Linked DNA regions of Mus musculus: regions 1 and 3 are each linked to region 2. Evidence: chromatin contacts called from public promoter capture Hi-C data. All regions are on one chromosome and are shown on one strand. Each heading gives the region's core, a stretch centred on a gene start, on an enhancer-like site or on the middle of the called end of the contact. The rest is flanking DNA. Distances are from core to core; before and after follow the strand shown. Region 1 holds the start of Cacng2 (calcium channel, voltage-dependent, gamma subunit 2). Region 2 holds the start of Syngr1 (synaptogyrin 1). Region 3 holds the start of Snu13 (SNU13 homolog, small nuclear ribonucleoprotein (U4/U6.U5)).

Region 1 (2,764 bases), core at 50-2,549, 2.0 Mb after region 2:
ACACAACCCCTGTTAGCCAGAAAGAAAGATCAAGAGGAAATAAGGCAGGAGATGCGTCTATCCAGACAGTAAAATAAAACAACCTCCCCTCCCCAGAAAGTGTGGAACCCATGAATAGGGGAGGAAGAACAACACATAGAAACTATGTTTGTAATTACCCATCCAGGATCTCTTCCAGGAGAAGCAGCTGATTGAAGTTTTGTGGGAATCTGACTGTGATGGGAGGACTGTATTTGAAGCTCTGGGCACGTAGAGATGGAATGAGAAGGAGGCTGAACTGGAAGAAACACCAAGGGGGGAGGGAAGAGGAGAGAGAGAGAGAGAGAGAGAGAGAGAGAGAGAGAGAGAGAGAGAGATCGCCAGCTACGCCTTCCTCCCAGCTCCAGGAGGCCCCGGCCAGCGCTCATTCCGGAACTGTGGAACAGGAGTCCGGGAGGCCAGGCAGCCCTGCGCTTGGCCCTGGCCTGGCCCGTCCGCGGACGACAGAGGCCCCGTGGCCAGGGCCCCACTCCTGGCCGGCTACAGAGCGCAGGGAGCGCACAGAGTGGGGGAGTTGTCCAGTTCAGCACCACGGCGACGCAGTAGGTGGGCGCTCCTGCTCCGAGAGCTGTCCAGTCCAGCACCGCGGCGATGCTGTAGGTGAGAGCGCCCGGTCGTGGGGAGCTGTCCACTTCAGCACTACGGCGATGCAGTAAGTGGACGAGCCCGGCCGGGGTGAGCTGTCCGTTTCAGCACCACGGCGATGCTGTAGCTGGGAGCGCCTGGCCCGGGGCTGCGCGGCCGTGAGCGGGGGAGGCGGGCGGGCCTGCCTGCTGCAAGACGCCGGCTAGCGCGCCCCATCGCTCGCTCGCTCGCTGGCTTCCGAGGAGCTTTGCGGATCGGGGGAGGGAACCCCGCCTCGATTCTCCGGGAGAAACCCCCTCCCTCCCCCACTTCGCCGACACTACCCCCGCCGCCAACAACAATAACCGCGGCTGCTCGTCCTGCCGCCACCGCGCCCGCCAACCCTGCTGCCGCTGCCGCTGCCGCCGCCGCCGCCGTTACCGCCGCCGGGGCACAACCATGGGAGGCGAGACCCCCTCACCGGTGCAGCTGAGCTCGAGGGCTTGCAGAAGACTGGGCAGTCTCCTCTGAAACGGAGGCGCCTCGAGGACCCCCTCCCTCCCCAAGGAAGAGAACTGGCGAAGCCACGGATTTTCATGGCGCAGGCCGCAGAGCCGCGAACGAAGACCGAAGGTTGCTTCCCAGCTCTTCCAGTCTCTAACTGTCTAGGTCCGGACCATGAGAGATGGTGTTGAGAATTCGGCTGTACCCTGGCGCGCTGTGGAAGCCATCTCCAAATTAGCGATCACATATGGAAACTGGAGACCAGAATTTTAGGAAAAGAGATTAAGGCATCTCACTTGGGGGGGTGGGGGGGTGTCTTTTTATTTATTTTCCCTTTTTTTAAAAAAATCGCTGCAACTGGAACAGTTTTTTGATCTCAAAAGGCAAGCCTCTCTTCCCGTGTGATCTTTATAATTTACACACTTTTCCGTGAGCTTTCTTATCTCCCTTTTTTTATATCTCTCCATATTCTCTATTCACACATATATCCATTATATTAGTAGTGGAATTACCAATCGCACCCTCACACACACGCTCCTGAGAACCAGAAGTCGGTTGGGTGTTTATATAATGAAGAATTATGGGGCTGTTTGATCGAGGTGTTCAAATGCTTTTAACCACCGTTGGTGCTTTCGCTGCCTTCAGCTTGATGACCATCGCTGTGGGAACCGACTATTGGCTGTACTCCAGAGGGGTTTGCAAGACCAAAAGTGTCAGTGAGAATGAAACCAGCAAGAAGAACGAGGAAGTTATGACCCATTCCGGATTATGGAGAACCTGCTGCCTCGAAGGTATTTGATTTCCAACCTCCTCCCCCTTCCCACGCCGCCCCTCCCCTCCACACCCCCCCCCCCGCCTCCAAATAAGTCCCCTCCACATTCCACCATTTTCCCACTTCACTCCCTCCGCCGCTGCCGCTGCAGATCAAGGTTGACTGGGTTAGTTTCAGAGGAAAGAAAATCAATAAGCAGAACCCACACTCTCTACTCTTTGGCTTCCACCCCGTCCTCCCAAACCTCCTCATTGGAATGATCTATGGTATGGTGAAAACAGGAAATTGTCTGTAGAGTTCAGATGTGCTCTGGATGCTTTGGAGTCCTTAGGGTTTGCCTTTGGGTCTGGCTTTGCCACCTATGAGGAGGGAAAAATAATTGCTTCCCTGTGTGCTGCTCAGCCTTTTGCAATGAAGGATTCAGAAAAAAATGCTCTTCCTCTTCTCTCGCTCCTCAAAAGTTACAGGCCCAGCACCATCTGCAAGTCTCCCTTTAAAAAAAGAAATCTGTTGTTTCTAAGAATCCTTATTTGGTAGATTCTAATTATTCTAGGAGCTCAAGCCGAGTTCAAGAGCATTTCGTAATGTCTACGAGCCCCGCGTACCATTCGAGGTGGCTGGCTGTGTGTATGTGTGTGTTTTTAACGTTTACGAAGTCTAAAATGCATGTGTCTCTCACAGGAAACAAGCCCAAGTTCTAATCAACAGCGGTCACTTGCGGGTTAGACCGAGCGCTGATTTGCTTCCACGCAGAGTGACATGTCTGTCACCCAGAAGCAAGTCGAGTCAGCACTGTGCAGGCAGGAGGCGAGGGCATGGAGAGGTTGAGGGGTGGAATGGGAAAAAATGGGGTGGGGGTGTCAGCTGTTGGTCTTGATCTTGCAG
Region 2 (2,752 bases), core at 103-2,602:
AGCAGGCAGGTGCCTCCAGGGTTCCCGTTTTACCTAGGGCCTGCAGGGGCATCTGAGAGCTGGGGAGGGCCAAGAATGAATAAATCCGGTGTCACAAACCCTCGCGGATATAGCTGGGCTGCACGGCCATGAAGAGTAACAGAAACAAGGCTCCCCACAAGAAGGAAACGTAAAAGATCCCCGTAAGACCAGAATTAATCTCAAGCCATTCCACGCATCAGATCCTGAAATGGCCCTGAAAACGAGGAAAGGAGGGCACCTCTGCAAGCCCGGGTCACAGCTGACTTCGGTTATTAGCCCCCAGGGGTCCGTGACCCGTGTCACCAATGCAGGCTCTTCTGGTCTTAGCACAACAGGAATGGACCCCCAGATCTACAGGGGCAAGACCCTCCATGAAGCCAGCCAACCCCAGAGCCTACAGGCCTCCTCACCCTGGGGTGCAAGGCCTCCTGAGCCACTCCTTCAAGATGTTTCTGCCCCACCCCCCAGGTTTGAGCTGAGCCCCACTCAGCACTGGGGGACCTGCACGGACTAGGTGGGCTAAAGATTGCGAACAAACAGACTTCTCTGCTCTCTATTGCATGGAAGGAACCTTTCTCCAGACCACATTTAGAATCCACTCAGGTGTTTGTTAGGGATCGGAGAGTTGCGGATTCATAAAATGTCAGAGCCCAAAGGGGCCTGGCTCCTCCCACCCCTATAAATCGAGAAACTGAGGCATGACATAAGAGGTGACGCTCCCCACCCAGATCCGAACTGAATCCCTCGTATCTTTTTTGGGGTGGTTCCCTGCCCAAGGTCACGCGGCAAAACAGATGCGGGTCTTGACGGAACCCAAAAATCCAGGCTCCAGACTCAGAGCTCCGCAGCGTACAGAGTGAGCAACAAAATCTAGTTCCAGGTCCTCGCCCCGAAAGCGCGCGGCAGGTGCAGCAGTGCGCCCTAGAAAAAGATCCACGCCCTGATCCGCGCCCCCCAATAAGCGGCCTTAAACTTGGGCTCCGTCCCCACCGACGCACGAGAACCTAGCCGCTAAGTGTAAAGCAGCGACAGCCTGGAGGTCTCGGCGATGGGACTGAGGACCTCGGTGACAGGGGCCGTGATCCGCTTGTGTCAGCAGGGCCGCCCGGGCCAGGTGAGGTCGCGTCGGTGTCCGGCGCCCCGCGCCCCAGCCCGCCTTGCTGTGTCCTTACCCAAGACACGACGCGCAGGATGGTGTGTGGCTGCCTCACCAGGGTGTAGGGGTCGAAGGCGCCCCCGGCTTTGCCCGCTCCGTACGCACCCCCTTCCATCGTGGCTGCACCGCGCGGCGCCCCCCGCTCGGCGCGCGCCGCCGACCCGTGCGCGTGCGCGGCGCCCCCGCCCCCTCCCCTGCGCTCGGCTAGTGCTTGCCGGGGCTCCCGCCAGGGGGCGTCCGTGCACGGCAGGTGCAGCTCCCCGAAGCTCGCGCTCAGAAAGCGGGTGCTTCTTGGGGTCCCGGTGTGGGGCGCGCTCCCAGCCAGCGGGGTGACCTCTTTGCAAAATAGCGCGTGATCAGGGTGTGGACAGAGAGTGCAGCCGCATCCCCGCTTTCGGAAGCCCTCTGAGATGTAGTTCTTCAGGAAACTCTTTTTGTTATGTATTTATTTATTTATTCATTTGCCTCTTTCCTTTCGCTCTCTGCTTCAAATAAAGGGAAGGGGCTCCGTTTGATCGTACAGTGGCTCATTGAACGCGTCCGTAGGTCGCTGGCTGCAGTAATGACCCTCTCTAAGAGATCTGCACAGCCTTCTCGGGCCCCCAGAACCACCTAGCCGCCGAGCTCCACCGATGATGTCATGCACGCGCCCCCTGACCTGGAAGGCGCTGTAAGGGAGGCAAAAGCTGGGAAAAAAACAGACCTGAGACTCCCTTCCCCTTCCACCACAGCTCCCGATCCCTTTCCTTAATCCAATAATTAATTATGTACTTATTTCTTCCGTTGTCTCCTCTGTCTGTGTGCTCCTGCTGGTCAGGTTTTGTTTATATCCAAAGGCCTCACAAACAGTAGGTGGTCAATAAATATACTCTACCCCCTCCCAACCCCAACATAGTTGGCCCTTTGGGGCTCTTGGGGGCTTTTTTTGTTTGTTTGTTTGTTTTTTGTTTTTTTCGAGACAGGGTTTCTCTGTATAGCCCTGGCTCTCCTGGAACTCTGTAGACCAGGCTGGCCTCGAACTCAGAAATCCGCCTGCCTCTGCCTCCTGAGTGCTGGGATTAAAGGCGTGCACCACCACGCCCGGCTCTCTCGGGGGCTTTTGTCGTTGTTTTTATTTGTTGTTTTTGTTTTGTTTTTGAGACAGAGTGGCTTGTAGAGGCCGGCCTCTGGAATTCACCGGGAGGAGGGGGATGGGTTTTGAATTTCTATTCCTCCTGCTGCTTTATCCCTGTGATGGAGTTTCAGGTCTGAGGCAGCTGTTATACTATGATCCTATAAAACGTCTAGAGGAAAACAAGGGAAGATCTTTATAACTTTGTACATTGGAAGACTTTTTTTCATTTTTATTTTCTCTTTGTCTTGTATTAGTGTCTGCCTGCATGTTCATATGAGCATCGTATAAATGCATTGCCTGAGGAGGTGAGAAGAGGGTGTGGGATTCCCTAGACCTGGAGCTCTACAGACCTTTGTGGGTCACTGTGTGGGAATCAAACTCTGGTCCACTGCAAGGACAAGTGCTCTTAACTGCTAAATTCACTGTATAGCCCGTGTTCAGTTCAAACTCGGGACAGTCCC
Region 3 (2,824 bases), core at 246-2,745, 2.0 Mb before region 2:
GGTTTCTCTGTGTAGCCCTGGCTGTCCTGGAACTTACTCTGTAGACCAGGCTGGCCTTGAACTCACAGAGATCTGCCTGCCTCTGCCACCCAAGTGCTGGGATCAAAGGCATGCGCCACCATTGCCCTGATCAATATTCTTAAAAAGTGTCTCTTATGTGTGATTGTTTGCCTGCATGCAAGTCTGTGCATCACAGTGCCCATGGATGCTAGAAGAGGCAGTTGAATCTTTCTGTAACTGGAGTCACAAGTGTTGTCAGTTGCCATGTGGGTGTTGGGAATTGAACCCATATCCTATAGAAGAGCAGCCAGTGTGCTGAACCAGGGAGGCATCTCGCCAGTCTCTAGAAATGTTCCCTCCTGTTGGCAGTTTGAATCCATGTGGTTGCCTGACCCCCAATGCTAAAAATCTCAAGGTCCGGTTTTAGCTTTGCCACTGTTTGATTCCTGACAGTGGGCAGGCTTCCCTTCTTTACACTTTGTTCTCATCTGTAAAAATGAGGAACTATTTTGTAAGGCTCTTAAAGGTCCTCCCAGTTCTCAGCTCTACAGTTGTGACACAATGAGCTGAAATTGGCTCTAATGGTGGGGTCTGGGCTAGATCCAAATAGCCCCAAGATGTGTTTGGCATCATGTTGGAAAAGACTGAGAAGCCACGAGGATCACGGAAGAGCTCATGGGAGGGAGCGCTAGACTTGAGTTTATCCTTTCATAACGAAGTTTTGGTGCATCACTAAGAAAGGGGCAAGATGCTCAGAAGAAGGAAGCAGGTGTCCTACATAATTACTCCAAACACAACCTCCCTGTCATTCACTAACTAGCCCCCTAGTCCAATGGCTCTTGACCTACCCATTGCTGCAGCTCTTTAATACAGTTCATGTTGTGGTGACCCCCAACCATAAAATTACTTTCGTTGCTACTTCATAACTGTAATCTTGCTACTGTTATGAATCGTGTCTTCCGATGGTCTTCGGCGGCCCCTGGGAAAGGGTCTTTTGACACACACTCCCCAAGAGACTCACAACCACTGCATTATTCCAGCTAATTGTAGAAATCAACCTCCGCCTGAGAGGATGGTTTTGAAAAGGGTACACTATGTACTCAGAAAAAAAAAAAAAAAAAAAAAAAAAAAAAAAGCCTGGCGTGGTGGCGCATGCCTTTAATCCCTGCACTTGGGAGGCAGAGGCAGGTGGATTTCTGAGTTCGAGGGCAGCCTGGTCTACAAAGCGAGTTCCAGGACAGCCAGGGCTGCACAGAGAAACCCTGTCTCGAAAAAAAAAAAAAAGCCTGGTTATGAAATGGCAACCCTCACAACCCGTTGTACTAGTGTGCCACTTCCCGAGTGGTTTATTCACAATCTTTTGCCGATCCTAACTAGAACGCTAATAAAATCTGAAAAAACGCATCTCCCACATCCAAAGATGACTTCAGCACTCTCTTCTTCCGGGAAGGGGGCGGGACGCCGTCATTGCGCGCGCTCTGTGGCGTCACTTCCGCTTCCTGCCGCTTCTGAAGTGATTTCCGCTCCTTTTTCCTGCGCGGCGTTTCAGTCCCTCTTGAGTTGGGCTGTCGTCGAGTCGCGGCGAGACCGGCGCACCGCAGCCATGGTGAGTGAGCGCGGCGGGCCGCAAGCACGGGGAGCGCGGGCCGCGGGCCCTGTTCGCTGCGTCTTGGGGGAGGTGGAGCGCGTGCGACATGTCGCCCGCCCCGAGATGGCCGACCTCCAGGCCCGGGGCTGGAACTCCGGCGGCCCGCGAGGTCGTTCCTGGGGCGGCGGAGTGGAGATCCCGGGCAGCTGAGGTCCCAGGTCGCTGCGGCCCGGTGGGCTTTGCAGCCGTGGGCGTGCCCAGAGGCCGCGGCGAGGGGACAGGCATGGCGCAGCGTGGGAAAATGAGCGCCCCACGTGGGATGGTGAACGCGTGTGGAAGCCCGTCTGTTCTCCTTCTCGTTTTCTTTCTCTTTTCTTTTTAAACACTGGGGGATGAGGTGAAATCCCGGGATGCGAGGCACTCACTACCCACGTCTTCTCCACTCCCGGGGTTGAGGAAGGGGATCGCCGTGGGGTCCGCAGCCAGGGTCTGTCGGGAACTAAGACTTAGGGAATTCGGGGGCGCTTTTTGGTTTAGTTTGTTTTTAGGGGCTCATGGAGCCCTGGTTGGCCTTGGAACTCTGTAAACTAAGCTGGCCTTGAGCTCTCAAGAGATCTGCCTCACCAGTGCTGGGATTAAAGGCGCGTACCATCGCGCCCTCCGGACTAGGTAACCACCACCACCCCACCCTCGCCTCCTTTTTTAAATTTGGGGTCACATGGAATGTGAAGGAAGCTCAGGAAAGGCTCCCACCATGAGAGCGACCGACGCCTTCAGAAATCCGTGGTCCTGGTAGCCCCACGTGGGATGATAGCGTTTGAGCGTCTCCACTTTGTGATGGTGTACAGGGCTCCGTTTGGCTGAGCCCTTTCAGGCCTGGTGCGATTTCATCCAGCCCTTGGGTGGTCGGCTTTGTTTTCGTGCTCCCACCCCTGAGGTTTAGCAACTACTGACCGAGTCTAGAGTTTGAGAGAGAGAGAGTGGCTGAGCCAGTGTTGAACCAGGGAAGAGTTTTGAAGTGCGGTGCTCTTGGTGAACTCTGCAGCAGTTTGTCTAGGCTGGGAAGTGGGGACAACGGGTCGCTTGTAGCAGGCGGAGTACAAACATGCATCGCTTAAGGACGGGCGAGTTCTGGCTTTGGACATGAGATCTCCCTGCCTTGGCCGGCCTCCAGAATGCTGGGCTTACAGGTGTGTGCCACTACACCAAGGCTGGTCAGTCATCATTCTTGGATCC

The links. Promoter capture Hi-C pulls out the DNA fragments that hold promoters and counts their contacts. Capture Hi-C pulls out chosen DNA fragments and counts their contacts.
Region 1: a promoter capture Hi-C map of liver shows a contact between it and region 2, with 2.7 times the contacts expected there. The contact joins the promoter of Cacng2 here to the promoter of Syngr1 in region 2. A contact is called at or near these places in 2 of 39 promoter capture datasets (both in liver) and 1 of 9 other capture datasets (liver).
Region 3: a contact with region 2 is called in a promoter capture Hi-C map of neutrophils, with 2.4 times the contacts expected there. The contact joins the promoter of Snu13 here to the promoter of Syngr1 in region 2. A contact is called at or near these places in 1 of 39 promoter capture datasets (neutrophils) and 1 of 115 datasets of contacts at active chromatin or transcription factors (astrocytes).

Annotation. Positions count from the first base shown.
Region 1 is chr15:78,117,815-78,120,578 of GRCm38.p6, reverse strand. Cacng2 (calcium channel, voltage-dependent, gamma subunit 2) reads left to right here and starts at 1,299. Exons shown (of 4, transcript NM_007583.2): 1 at 1,299-1,898. The coding sequence starts at 1,688. A730060N03Rik (a long non-coding RNA gene) reads right to left here and starts at 1,784. Exons shown (of 2, transcript XR_875456.2): 1 at 159-1,784.
Region 2 is chr15:80,089,934-80,092,685 of GRCm38.p6, reverse strand. It overlaps Syngr1 (synaptogyrin 1), which reads right to left and starts at 1,352. Exons shown (of 4, transcript NM_207708.1): 1 at 1,194-1,352. The coding sequence starts at 1,292. Gm31134 (predicted gene, 31134) reads left to right here and starts at 852. Exons shown (of 2, transcript NR_168675.1): 1 at 852-1,135; 2 at 1,675-1,953.
Region 3 is chr15:82,046,269-82,049,092 of GRCm38.p6, reverse strand. Snu13 (SNU13 homolog, small nuclear ribonucleoprotein (U4/U6.U5)) reads left to right here and starts at 1,495. Exons shown (of 3, transcript NM_011482.4): 1 at 1,495-1,606. The coding sequence starts at 1,604.